Regions from separate parts of the Triticum aestivum genome. Here region 2 is linked to region 1. A link is a contact called in public HiCAR-type data. All regions are on one chromosome and are shown on one strand. The core of a region is the stretch at or near the end of the contact, and the rest is flanking DNA. Distances in the headings are between cores, read along the strand shown.

Region 1 (7,142 bases), core at 2,774-5,273:
GATCAGTAGCAAAGTAGTTTGATAGTTTTGATAGTAGTGACAGCAGCAATAGTAATAGTAACAGTGATATCAGTAATTTTGTAGCAAGTGTAACAGTGATGATAGCAGTAGTAACTTAGCAGAAACAATATGGAAAAGTTCGTAGGCATTGGATCGGTGACTTGTTGGATGATATTCATCATGAGACAGTTATAACCTAGGACGATACGGCACTAGCTCCAGTTCGTCGATATAATGTAGCCATGTATTCCATAAATAGTCATACGTGCTTTATTAAAAGAACTTGCATGACATCTTTTGTCCTACCCTCCCGTGGCAGCGGGTCCATATTGGAAACTAAGGGATATTAAGGCCTCCATTTAATAGAGAACTTGAACAAAGCATTAACACATAGTGAATACATGAACTCCTCAAACTACGGTCATCACCGGGAGTGGCCCTGGTTGTTGCCACTCTGGGGTTGCCGGATCATGACCGTAGTAGGTGACTATAACTTGCAAGATCGGATCTAAAACATGGATATAATGATGAATTCATAAACGGTTCAGATCTGAAATCATGGCACCCGGGCCCAAAGTGACAAGCATTAAGCATGACAAAGTCATAGCAACATCAATCTAAGAACATAGTGGATACTAGGGATCAAGCCCTAACAAAACTAACTCGACTACATGATGAATCTCATCCAACTCCTCACCGACCAGCGAGCCTACGAAGGAATTACTCACTCCCGGTGGGGAGCATCATGGAATTGGTGATGGAGATAGGTTGGTGATGACGAAGATCAAAGATCCCCCTCTTCAGAGCCCAAACGGACTCCAGATCTGCCCTTCCGAGGAAGAACAGGGCTTGGCGGAGGCTCCATCTCGTGGATCGTGATAATTCTTTCTCCCTTATTTTTTCTGGAATAATGTGAATTTATAGTATCAGGGGGTCATCAGCGGGGCCACCAGGCGGGTGCAACCCACCTGGGCGCGCTAGGAGAGTGGGACGCGCCCTGGTGGGTTGTGCCCACCCAGGGGCCCTCTCCGGTGGGTCTTGGCTCCAGAAATTCTTATTATTGGTATAAAAAAATCCTCAAAAAGTTTCGTTCCATTCCGAGAACTTTTATTTCTGCACAAAAACAACACCATGGTAGTTCTGCTGAAAACAACGTCAGTCCGGGGTTAGTTTCATTAATTACAGTCCAAAACAAGAGAAGAAGCGTGAGAAAAATTAGATACGTATCAACCCCAGAACAACAATTGTGATTCTTCCTTCAAGAACATCAATCTATCACATAGGGAGCCCCACCGGACCGAAAACATCGATCAACATTACATGTATCGGAAGTCATGCCGAAATGTCCGAGTACTCAATATGTCCTACTTTTTAGCAAAAGTCCTGCCAAAATCTACAGAAAAATTTATTCATGACCTTTGCCAAAACTAGGACATATCGAGTGCCTGAAATTTGTCAAAACGGAAATTAATCAACATTCTGGCAACACATAGGAACTTGTAAGATCCCTGCAAAACATTCCTGGTCATGACCTTTTGCCATGTGCCAAATTTATGCTCAATGAGCTATATAAACATTTGTGGACCATACAAATGAAACGACCATAAAAAAAATCCCAAACTAGCACATAGTACTACATTTTATAAAGATTTAACAAAAAATTCTAAACTACCACATAGTACTACATCTTATTCAACCATACAAATCTGGGAGGAAGAGTGGGGGAAGGGGAGGGAGGAGGGAGGAGGGAAGAGTGGAGGAAGAGGAAGGAGGTCTGGTGCCCTGGTAGGGGAAGGAGGGATGGAGGAGGGCCGGTGCCCCGGTAGTGGAAGGGAAGGAGGGAGAAAGGAGGAGGGCCGGTGACCCGGTAGGGGAAGGGAAGGAGGGAGAAGGGAGGAGGGACGGTGCCCCGGCAGGGGAAGGGAAGGAGGAAGGAGGGTTACCTCAGTAGGGGGCGGCGACAATGCGGGGATGGCGGCGACGACGGGAGGAGGAGCAAGAGCGAGGACGAGAGATGGAGGGAGAGTGAGGAGAAGGGGTGAGGAATGGGCGGCAGAGAGAGAATACAGATGCTGCACTTAGTAGCAGCATGGGGCATGGGCACCGGGCTACTGCTAATCCCAGTAGTTGTAGCGCAGAGCGCGGTGGACCGCGCCACTACTAAGTGGCCTGTCTCGAGGAACGGTGGGGACCACCTAGCAGTAGCGCGGGGTAACGGAGCCCGCGCTAGTGCTAATTTCTACTATTAGCGCACTTTTTAGCCCACACTACTACCATGTAGCAGTAGCACGGGGCATATAACCCGCGCCACTATTATGTGATTGCCTATAGGGGTTTTCCAAGTAGTGCTTGGATCTGCCTATTGCTATGTGCTTCCTGCATTATGGCTTAACTCCCCTGCAAATTCGTGTGAAGTGGGTAGCTCAGATCAATGTAGCATACTTTGAACTGTTGTTATGAGTAAGATCAGTTCCGAACTCTATCAGTGCGAGCCTTTGTTGTAATGTGAATGTTTTATAATTTGTTTGAAGGTTGTATCCTGAATCCGTTGCCATTCGGATAACAGTGACCCCATACGTATTAAACCCCTAGGCGACCTGATAATTATTTGTTAGATGTCTTGTGTTGTATATCGCTATAAACAATTATTATCTGGATCATACCATGGTTAGCATCACCGAGTCACATTCGAAGGCAGGCTCTCATAGCTCCGATTTTGCAAGGCGTACTCGTCGCGCCAAGCGTACTGTTTCAAAAAGTGGACAGTGCTTCAAGTGTGTTCTGAAGAAAGGCAAGTAGAAGGAAGTACATGAGCAGCTGAAAGGTGGGATCAAAGATGTGAAACACCTTGAGAAAAAGATGGTGGACAAGGCAACTATTGTTGTACCTAGACGAAGGTTGGATTGATTTTTTCATTCATGATCTTTTCTCGAGTTTGTGATTATATTTTTTGAATTCATGAACTTATGTTGATTTCGGAATATTTTTACAATTCATGAACAATATTTTGAATTCATGAACATTTTTCAAACCTGTAAACATTTTTTATAAATTCATGAACATTTTTGAATTCACAATTGTTTGAATTCATGACTTTTTCAACTTAAAATTAAACAGACCCAAATGAAAAAAAAAACAGGCGTGAGCTTTTGTCGCTAGCTTTGACTGTGCTTGCTGGGCCAGGCGCCCCGGCCCATGTGGTGCAGGCGACGCGTGGAGGTCCCGTGGGCTACCTACCATTGCTCGTATGGACCACTAAGATAAAATAAAAAAACCATTGCTCGTATGGTGCTGGGCAGACGCGGCGAGGCGAGGCGCACGTCGAAGCGTGGACGGCGACGCCTAGGGAAGCGCGGGCGACGCGGACTCGGCCGGTGGATTCATCGTCCGTGGATGGGGACCCGTGCGAGTCAGCCAAGGAGACGAGCATTTTGCCTCGTTGAACACGTTTACCCGAGCAAATCCAATACTCCATCACCGTCAAATCATCATCGTCCGCCACTTCGCCGGTCACCAGCCCGTGGCCGCCCTACCCAACCGGTCGGGTCGGACCAACGCGGACCAGGCTGGGAGACCACCACCAGTCACCAGACCAGGGTGGCATTTTTTGGCATGCATATTGCATCCGATTCCTTTTTTTTTTTGCGAATACTACATTCGATTGCATTCTGTAACGAATATAGAGATTTCCCGCAAAAAGAAAATTAAATAGATTTCGCTCCGCGTAACCGCACTGCTTCAGATTCCGGTTGTTCAACAATATTCTGCGTCACGTCTAGGACTTGCGAAACATTTGCAAACAAACCCACGGAAGAGAAAGAATAGCAGCTGCACCGCACCACGCGTAGAACCGAGGGCTGTTTCACGAAACCAACAAACGAGAAGGGGGAACAAACACGAAGCACGGAAGCGGTTGCTAGTTTTCTTCCCAAACACGTTCTCCTCTTCCGCTTTCCCCCCTGGGTCCTCGGCGTCTTCTTCTTCTCCACGCCTTGCCATCCTCCCGACCTCCTCCGCCTCCCACCGTCTCCCTTCCCCACCTTTCCCAAATTAGCACCGCCCCCGCCTCCAACCCCACCACCGCCACCCTCCCTCAAACCAAGCCGAGCCGCCCGAATCCGGCACCGCCCGCCCGCTTATAGCCCGGCCCGACCGCCCCGCACCGACCCCGCGCCCCGCCCGCCCCCCTCCCCGTCCGCCTCCTCCGCCCACGCGCCCCCGTCTCCTCCGGTCGACGCCTCGCGCGGGGGGGAGGAGATGGCCGCAGCGGCCGCCGCGGCGTGCAGGCGCGGCCTGCTCCTGCACAACCATCACCACCAGTGGCCGACGCGGTGGGCCGGCCCCGCCGCCGCCCGCAGCATCTCGCAGCTCGTCAAGACCAACGGCCGCCGCGCCTTCCTCGTCGACACCCTCGCCCTGGTAACCTACTTCACCTGCCACGCTTACTACTGCCATCCGCCTACGGAATGGCAGCTGTTTGTGGGAATTGGCGCCCCGGAGGTGCTCGACGAAATGCAATGCTGAGATCGCGTGCGCGCGTGGGTCATCGCGTTGGTTCGCAGGTGAGGAAGCTGGAGTCGCAGGGCGTCCCGACCAAGCAGGCGGAGGCCATCACGTCCGCCATCACGGAGGTCCTCAACGACAGCCTCGAGAGCATCTCCGAGTCCTTCGTCTCCAAGGCCGAGATGCAGAAGGTAACGCCAGTCACCTTCTGACTGTATTTCTGGTGGGGATGGACAGCTTACTCATCTGTTTCCTGCTTTTGATTTGCCGTGTGCAGAGTGAGATGCTGCAGGAGGCCAATATCTCCAAGTTCAAGTCGCAAGTGCAGAGCTCGCAGGTATGCTTGGAACCAAACTGTTTGTTCGATGTGAATTTGATGACCACTGACGTTTGTAGAAGCTGTTGTTCTTATGGCTGTTGTTGCCCTTCTGTTGAACTTCATCATATAGCTTCTACAGTTTCTACTTGCCATTGTTTCTCACTTGGTTATTCTGCATTACTCCATTTTGTGATTTTCTGTTGGTACCTTCAAGATGTAGCCCCCATTTGGCTTATAAGCGTTTTGTTTGTGCAAATAGCTTGGTTCGTATGTAATTAGGACTTCATCATTAGCTTGTACAAGTTCTACTTAGCATTGTTCTCTCTGGGTTATCCTGCATTACTTCATTTCGTGATTGTATGTTGGTAATTGGAAGAAGTAGCCCTCATTTGGCTTATAACGATTGATTTGTGCAAATAGTTGGCATGTACTTCCTCCGTTCGGAATTAACTGTCGCTGAAATGAGTGAGTCTACACACTGAAACCCGTCTAGATACACTCATTTCAGTGACAGTTAATTCCGAACGGAGGTAGTAATTAGGGTTTGGGGTCACCGTTTGCTCCAATGCCCAATCATTCTGTGCTATTTGATCTTAATAGACCTATTAGGTTACTGTTGTTGGCACTTTACTGTTTTGGACTCCCCGTGTTGTAGAAGCGTCTAATCTGACAGTATTGGCTTGTTTCGTGTCCTTCACATGTACATTTTATTTTTCTTGTTTAATTAATGTTATCTCTTACATAGTCTGCCATAATTTGTTTTTTCATTAACATCTCACCTTGTAGAAGTGAGATTAGTAGGTTTTTCTAGCTCTTACCATGGAGCACATGTATTCACATGTTCTATCCTGTTGTTTCACCTAAAGGATAATTTGGTTCACATTGATGTTTGTTTTTTCTGATAAAGTTTTGTTTGAACCTGCAAATGCTACCAAATCTCTAAACAATCTTCAACACAATATAAGGATTGTTTTATCTTTATTCTTTAGCCAAAGTTTATTAACTTGCATTTCTGCCATTTGGTATTCAAATGTACAGTATTTCTAATATGTAGTGTTCTTGATTCTGGAAAATGTACGCTGATTAGTGATTAGTATTTCCATGGCAATGAACTCTCATTCAGCTAATTAACCAATATTGCGGAGACAGAACTGAGACTCTCCATTCCTCTAATAAGTCACTCTTTAGAAATATTTTCGTACTCACCCCACAGCTTTGGATTTGTTGATCCGTAGATTTGAAAGGATTATTTTGATCTTTATCCTTTAGCCAAAGTTTAGCAACCTGCATTTCTGCCATTTAGTACGCAAATGTATACTATTTCCAATCTTTAGTGTTCTTGATTCTTGAAAGTATGATGATTAGTGATTAATATTCCCATGGCAATGAACTCTTGTTCAGCTAATTAACCAATGTTGCGGGGCAGAACTGAGACTCTCCACTGAACTCATGAACTCTCATTCTACTAATAAGTCACTCCTTAGAGATGTTTTCGTGCTCACTCGACGGTGTTGGATATGTTGATCAGTAGATTTCAAAGGAAAGAAGAAAAAAATAGCTTATTCAGCGAATAAACTAAAAGTGCTGTCTGGATGTTACTGCTGTGTGGCTTATTGACTTTCAGTTTTGTTTTGCTTTGCACAATGCTTGCAATGGAAATGCTCAGCATTGTAGAAACATGTGTACATGCCAAAAAGACTTGACCAAAAGGCTAATTAAAGATCACTGGTGCTTGCAATGGAAATGCTCAGCATTGTAGAAACATGTGTACATGCCAAAAAGACTTGACGAAAAGGCTAATTAAAGATCACTGGTGCCAATGCAACACATTCTGTGTGGGCCATATTTGCATTGGTTGCAGGTCATAAACTCCTTTTTCAATCTATTGGTATTTGTAACTTCTGTTTTGTTGAACCTTTCTCATGCACTTATTTCTCTATATGGAGTTTGGTTGGAGCAAAAATATGTTTAATAATTACTACAACATGTGACTTACAATTGTCCATGTTAATCAGAACTTGTGTTCTTATTTTTTACTAAATAAGCTCATGAGTGGGAAGTTTCTGTATGCAGGAAAACCATTTCTCTTTGTTACAGCGGGAGACTGAAAAACTCCGTGGAGACATTGATAAGATGAGGAGTGAACTGAAGTGAGTATGAACTTCTGCATTCATGAGCTGTTTATACCACAAATTTTAAATTGCATACTCAACCTAATGGTTATTTTGTGTGAAACAGGTATGAGATTGACAAGGTCACTGCAGGGCAGCGGTTGGATCTGAACCTTGAAAGAGGGTAAGATTACATATCTATTTTTTTA
Region 2 (7,142 bases), core at 3,219-5,718, 380 kb after region 1:
TGGAAACATTCGTCATATGGAGGATGTGAAGAGCTGTCTGCAACACACTGGTGCTGATGGCGTGCTTTCAGCTGAACCTCTTTTGGAAAATCCAGCATTATTTGCTGGTTTCCGTACAAAGGAGTGGAAAGAAGATGGCAATGAAGACGGAGATGGTGGTTTAGACCCGGCTGATCTTGCCATTGAGTATTTGAAACTGTGCGAGCAATACCCAGTGCCATGGAGAATGATTCGATCCCATCTCCACAAGTTGCTGGGAAGCTGTTTTAGAGTGCATCCGCAAGTGAGGGAGGAATTCAATGCACAGACCAAGCTCACTTTTGAGGGGTTGCATGATATGGTAAAGAGGCTGAAAGAACTCGGCGGTGGAATACCACTTTACAGAGATCAGAGCTCTTTACAGTCACATGCCGTTACAAACGGGCTAGCTGCAAGCAATGCGTGATGATGCCCATCAATTTTGCCATCTACAGCTTACCGATTTATGGAGGTAAACTAAAGATGAACCAGAAGGCACCAGATATCTAATGTCAGTATAGATTGTATCAGCATTTTGTTGGAACACACTTTATGGGAGGCACCATGGGTCGTGGTTCTGTAAAAGAGAACTACTAGGGTCAAAAATGAATTTGTATAAAGATATGCCAGTGGTTGCCCAATTGATTTGTTCAGAGCATCTGCCGTGGATACCTTACATTGTTGTAACAATTGATGTGCACATCTGCAGACATTATTACGATCTGCTATTGAAGTAGTATCTTCTAACACCTGGACTCAACATTGATTTAACTTTACTAATCTAACTGATTTGCTAGCAACTGGAGTAGTTCAAAACTGTGACACTTATTATGGGTTGGAGGGAGCAAGTATTTGAACTGACAAACTAATGCTCCACTCATCTCAGTTCTATGCATGAGTCTTGGATGCATACTGCATTACAGAGCCATGTCTTATTTGTAGGGTAGTTAGTTGGTACCACATACTACATTAATGCTAACCAAAGAAAGAATTAAAAAAAAAGAACAAAAGAAAAACCCTATCTATCTTTTGCTGGGTGAAAATTGCTTGTGATCATGAGAATGGAGATGGCTTGGTTTAGGTTGGCTCGGCGGCCAGCTCCGTCCGCCAATCCGATTTCTCGGCGAACAGCACCCCTTCATCGTTCTTGGAGAAGGTGAGCCTCACGTCCCAGTGAAGCGACCTCAAGAGCTTCTCCACCTCGCCGACGGCGCCGGAGTCGTCGCGCACGATGATGCTCCCTCCCGGCCTCACGATCCTGTCCACCTCGACGATGACCGGCAGCACGGCGCACCTGAACAACACACGTTTGCCGTCGTAACCCTGAACCGACCATGGCTGAAGTAGAAGTAAGCAGAGCAGCGACTGACCTGTCCTTTATCTTTGAGAAGAGGCGATCGGCGTGCAGAAGGTCGTAGGTCCTCGGGTAGGTGCTGAAGGACTCGCACCAGTCATGGTACATGCCGAACAGCCCGCGGTCGAAGATGATGGGCAGCGTGTCCGGCGCGTCCACGTTGACGACGTTCATCACCCAGACCTTCTGGTCCCTCAGCGCCGCGGCGAACCTGGCAGAGACCATGTACATCCATCAATGTCGCGGAGGTGATTGCTAGGTGCAATGGCGGGAAGGGTTCTTGTCGCTGATATTACCCTCCGTAGGCGGCTCGCATGTCCATGACGTTCCTCACCCTGGACCAGTCGACGCCCAGGCCGTTGAGGTACGACTTGTCCATGACGCGCCTCCAGTGCTGGTAGTCCGCCACGAAGTCCTCCGGCGCAGGCTTCCCGTATACTCCGACCTGCGAGGTGTTGAGCCAGTTGGGCGGCGCGCGCACCCGCCGCGGCCAGTCCGCCGGCCACCTGGCCCCGCGCTCCGCCACGCCGGTCGGCACCCGGTGGATGCACGCGTTCAGGCGGACGTACCACGCCGCGTTGGCGTCGTCGTCGTCGCTGCACATGGGAGGCTGCTGCCTTGTCCGGCTCTCGTAGCACTCGTTAGACGTCGGCTTCCGGTAGAAGGCGGCGCCGACGCCGTTGAGCCGGTCTTTCTTGATCGTCACCAGCTCCCAGCACATGGATTTCGTCAGAGCCGTCATTGCTGCGAATGGTTCGTTCACTCATGCTCACGGTGAGAACTCATAAGCAAAAATCATTGGTGCTTAATCATGTCTGCACATACCTTTCCAGATCTCGACGTCGTCGGTGAGCTTCTGGTAGACGGGCGTGGCGGACCAGACGAAGAGGCCGCCGGGGCGGAGGACGCGGTTGAGCTCGAGGAGGAGGGCGCCGCCGTCGGCGTGCCAGGGGACACGGCAGCGCGCGCAGTGGACGAGGTCGAACGCCTTGCTGGGGAAGGGGAGGCGCTTGGAGCCCATGACGGCGGAGATGGCCGGGATGCCGCGCTCCAGCGCCATCTGCACCTGCGCCTCGTGCTCGTCCTTGGGCGCGAACGACATGGTCACCACGTCCCGCTCGAACAGGTAGCCCCCGAAGCTGGCCACGCCGCACCCCACGTCCAGCACCACCCGCGTGCGCTTCCCCCACGCGACGCCGCGCACCGACTGCTGCAGGAAGTCGATGTAGTGCAGCGCGCCGTGGATGAACTGCGTGCCGCCGCCGGGGAAGAGCAGGTACTGCCCGCTCACCTTCACCCAGTTCTGGTGCCCCTTCACCTGGACCAGCTTCGTGTGCGGCACATTGCTCAGCCAAATCTGCACAAGTCAGTAAGTCACCATCGTCGTGTCAGTGAGCAACCAATCCATGGAAAGAAGAATGTTTTTTTGTTTGTACCCTGTCGCGGCTCTTTGGCCACTCGACGGGCCGGCGGTAGCCTCTTGGGAGCGCGACGAGGCACGTCGGGCCCTCGTCGGGGCAGTGACGCTCGCGGTGCTCGTAGCGCCGGAAGTTCTCCGGCCGCAGCTTCTTGACGGCCTTCTCGTTGTCCAGGCACGGGATGTAGTCGGCGCCGGCCTTGACGTTGCACGTCCGCCACTCGTGCTGCTCCTCCCCGTCCGTGCTGTTGCCGTCGCCCGCGTCTTCCTGGCGCCGGTCCTTCTCCCGGTGGGACTGATCGCGCTGCGTCGCCCACGCGCTCTGGTCTCCTCCGGCGCCGACGGCCGAGTCCTCGCCTTGCAGCGTATCGACGACGTTGTGGTTCACCGAGCCGGCGCCGCTGCCGTCCGTGTCCTCCTTGTGCTCTGACTCGGCTGCCTTGTCGTCTCCGCCGCCGTCTTCTTGCCCGGGGTCGGACTCCACCTCCACCAACGTGCGCCCGTCCTCCTCGACCAGCGATTGGTCGCTGCTACGCTCCTCCTCCGGCTGCTCCTGATCGGGTCTATCCTCATCCGACTGCCGCTCCGCCGCCTCGTCCTCCTGCGCCTCGCGGCGGAGGATGCCCGTGCCGGGCTGCTCGTCGCCGGCGCTCATACGCTCCTCCTCGTCGCTCTGCCGCTGCCGCGCGATGCTCTCCTCCTCGATGCCGCCGTCCAGGTTCCTCTCCTCCACCGTGGCGCGCGGCATCTGCAGATGCGACTGCTGCTCTTCTTCCTGATCGTTGTCCAGCGTTTCTTGCTCCTTGTCCGCGCCCGTCGCCGCCGCGGCGTCCTCCTCCTCCTCGGCGGTGGCCTCGCTGGCGGCGACGCGGACACGCTCGTTGCTCTGGTCCTCGTCCACCGCCGCCGCGTCGCTCTTGGAGTCCTCGCCGCCGGAGCCACGCTCGTCCAGATCGGGCTGGGCATGCGGGTCGCCCACGGCCGCCGCGGTGACGGCGCTGCCGCGCTCCTGCTCGGCGCCGCCATCCTCCTCGGAGCCAGCGTCCTCCTTGCCCAGCGCCCCGTCCTCGGCCTCGGGCTCGCGCGGCGGCGACGGCGGCGCCTTCTCCCTGGTCACCTCGTACGCGAACGACGAGCGCGTGGTATGGCGGTACGCCGTGACGGCGGCCGCCTTGTCCCCGTCGTCCGGCCCGGCGATGGACGCGGACGAGGTGGACGTGAGCAAGTAGGCCCCGGCGACGCAGAGCGCCACGAGCACCCCCGTGGTGGCGTAGTAGACGCACGCCGACGCGGCCGCGGACGAGGACGCCGCCCCGCCCCCGCGCTTCCCGGCGGCGCGCGAGCTCCGGCCTCCCACCCCCGCCATGCCGATCGGCCGATGGATGGGTCGATCGATCTATCTAAGCTGGTAGTGCCACCATTGGTTTGGACGCGGGTTTTAGGCGCTGTGTTTGCGTTGCGGGGCGCGATGGGCGTACGTGGCGCGCCATGCACACGAGTTCGGGGAACGCGGGGTGATCCCCGCACGTCGGGGGCGAGCAGGATGTGGGGTCAGCAGGCGGTTCGCTGGTTGAGCGGCTTGGCGTGGGACAGGACTCGCAGGAGAATCGGGACACGGAGCCGCGGATCTCTCCCGTGCCGGTTAGTTTGTTTGTTGCTCCCGTCAACAGGATCATCAGCAGTCTTTTCTTAACTTCTTTTCTTCGTCTTGTAGACTAGTACTACTTTTGGTCGGTCGATCCCATGGAAATTGGAGGCAATCTTTGCATGAACCAACAATTCGCTAAATTGCATTTTTTTAACAACCGTACGTGTGGATGTCCATAGTTGATTTTGTTTTTTCGAGAAAACTTCCTCTCATAGTATTTTTTTTCACCTAGCGACGACTACAAGCACCGAAGCGAGCCGAATGCGCGCCGCCGTCATTGTCTCTCCCTCGCCAAAGCCGGGCAAAACTTGTTGTAATAGACAATCGGGAAGTCGTCGTGCTAAGACTCCATAGGACCAGCGCAGCAGGACAACAACCGCCGCCGATGAAGAGTAGAGTAGCTCGGAATGATCCAACCTGAAAACACATGAAAGTAGACGAACTACGGCCAGATCCGAGCAAATTCACCAATAATAGATTCACCGGAGACACACCTCCACCCACCCATCGAAGATGCTAGAGACATAATCAAGACAGGGGCTAGGCGGGAAGAACATTACTACATCTTCAGGGAGCCGCCGCCGTCTCGTCTTCCTGAGCAGAACACAAATCGTAACAAAACGCGAAGAAACAACTGAAAACAGAGCCCTCACGCCGGCAAGGGCATTTTTTAAAATACAATACAAATGCTCACGCACATACACTCATCCTATGAGCGCGCACACACACACTCTATCCCTATAAGCATCTCCGAGATACTCAGCCGGCACAACATTTTAAGTTGACGAAGTCATCACAGACGCATTCGTAGTCGACGGGAACATCTCCTCCCACTGAACTCACATCGCCGGAACGTCTGAAATAGGTACAGAAAAATGCAACTATCAGCGCCAAGTCTAGAACATGAACTTTGATGAGTTGATTCCATCACAAGAAATCTAACCATCTGAGTTATCTTCAATTCGCTCATTGATCATTCTTCAATGTCCACTATTCAAACTTAACTATACAAGAGAATTACGAGTTTGTGTTGTGATACTGACCTCTTTGTTACGCAATCCCGGGTCCGCTACCATCAACGTTTGGACCCACATGCGTCAACCAGGCCCAACCGGAGAGCAACATCGACTTATGAGAGGCCTTGGGCCATCTTCCCCCCCAAAAGACTAGCCTGTTAGGAGGGGACACCCTCGCACTTATAAATCGTGTTATGTCTCCCCCACAATCGATGTGGGACTAAACCCAACAATCTCCCCCTCGCACATCGGTCACACATGGGCCCGTTAACACCAGCGTTACCAGCCCACCAACCATGACCGACCATGCGTGAGTTCATCAAGATTTTATTTCGGGCACCTGGGCACTGATACCAATTGTTAGAATAAATTTGAGGTCATCGTTGACCATCCGAGAGCAACATCGACTTATGAGAGGCCTTGAGGCCTCTTCCCCCAAAGACTAGCCTGTTAGAAGGGACACCCTCACCCTTATAAATCGTATTATTCTCCTCCCACAATCGATGTGGGACTAAACCCAACACTCTTAAATATCCATATAAACCAGTGGCTACCAAGCAAGCTAAACCTTTCTCGTAATTGTTTTTCATTTGCAGCAGATAGTCTTGCAAAGCGGAATTGACAACGGAGTGGAAAATATGTCCCTTTTTTATCATGACAAGTCGATCGAACATCTCATAGTGTAAGTTTTCTAGTGTTGTATGGGTTGTTGTGCAGGTTTTTCTAGTGGGATTGCTGTGCAGGTTATTTCACATTTGTATCACGCTCGTGGTGCATCAAACATGTTCTGTTGGTTGTAGATATAAAAAGGTTTTCTTTTTCCCACATCAAGGTAGGGGCAGTGCCCACGTGTAGGGCTCTTTTGCTATACAGAAATGATGTATTTTTTATTAAAAGAAACTTCTTCATTGTAGGTTGTTGTGACGATCCTGTCCTGAGCCTGAATCTCTTTCATATATTGTGCTAGTCTCTAGATCAATAGTTAACACTCACAATACATGATGTTGGGAATGGTTGAAGAGGATGGAGCTGCAAAGACCATGGCAAGGTATCCCGATGATGACTGATCTGGGCGCTCATGTTGTGTTTGACAGCTTGGTGCACATCATTGTTGAGGATGGACATAAGGTTTTGTTCTGGAGGGACCGTTGGATCCACGGTTTCTTGATGCAGGACATAGCTCCACTTCACTTTGTCACAGCCCCTACTCGTACATAGAACCGACGTACAGTGCATCAGTGTGCTATTGGGCAATGCGTGGGTGCAGGACTTTCTGCTGACACATCATTTATGGCTTAGATTCAGTATGTTCACCTTTGCCAGGACATTGTCACAGTGCCAAGGAACCTTGATCTCGAGAATACCTTCACCTAGCCATGCGCGGCATCCGGTGTTTACACTGCGAAGTCAGTGTGCCCCAGACTTTTCCTTGGTTTGGTGCGATCGCCATCGGCTAGCAGTATCTGGAGAAGTGCCCCTCCCCCCTTTAAGTGCAATATATTTAATTGGTTGACACCGCAATACAAACTATGGACATATAGACATGCCAAGCATGGCCTTCAAGACCTGCAGTTGACCTGCCTCCAAGAGGAGGATAACGTGGACCATATTGTCATGCAATGTGTCTATGCCTAGGAAGTTTGGCACCTTTGCTTTGAGGCCCTCGGCTAAATGTGAAATGCCCCATCA

The links. HiCAR-type assays count read pairs that join an accessible place to other places.
Region 2: a contact with region 1 is called in a HiCAR-type map of leaf, with 5 times the contacts expected there. The contact joins the promoter of LOC123148255 here to the promoter of LOC123148254 in region 1. A contact is called at or near these places in 4 of 5 Hi-C or Micro-C datasets (leaf and an unstated tissue) and 1 of 1 datasets of contacts at active chromatin or transcription factors (leaf).

The regions. Positions count from the first base shown.
Region 1 is chr7A:562,305,857-562,312,998 of IWGSC CS RefSeq v2.1, forward strand. It overlaps LOC123148254 (protein FMP32, mitochondrial), which reads left to right and starts at 4,024. Exons shown (of 7, transcript XM_044567639.1): 1 at 4,024-4,419; 2 at 4,563-4,694; 3 at 4,781-4,840; 4 at 6,896-6,972; 5 at 7,061-7,117. The coding sequence starts at 4,258.
Region 2 is chr7A:562,690,402-562,697,543 of IWGSC CS RefSeq v2.1, forward strand. LOC123148255 (probable methyltransferase PMT24) reads right to left here and starts at 4,469. Exons shown (of 5, transcript XM_044567640.1): 1 at 2,809-4,469; 2 at 2,198-2,729; 3 at 1,669-2,116; 4 at 1,389-1,583; 5 at 854-1,312. The coding sequence starts at 4,155. The coding sequence ends at 1,096. It overlaps LOC123148256 (tRNA-dihydrouridine(16/17) synthase [NAD(P)(+)]-like), which reads left to right. Exons shown (of 3, transcript XM_044567642.1): 3 at 1-765. The coding sequence ends at 445.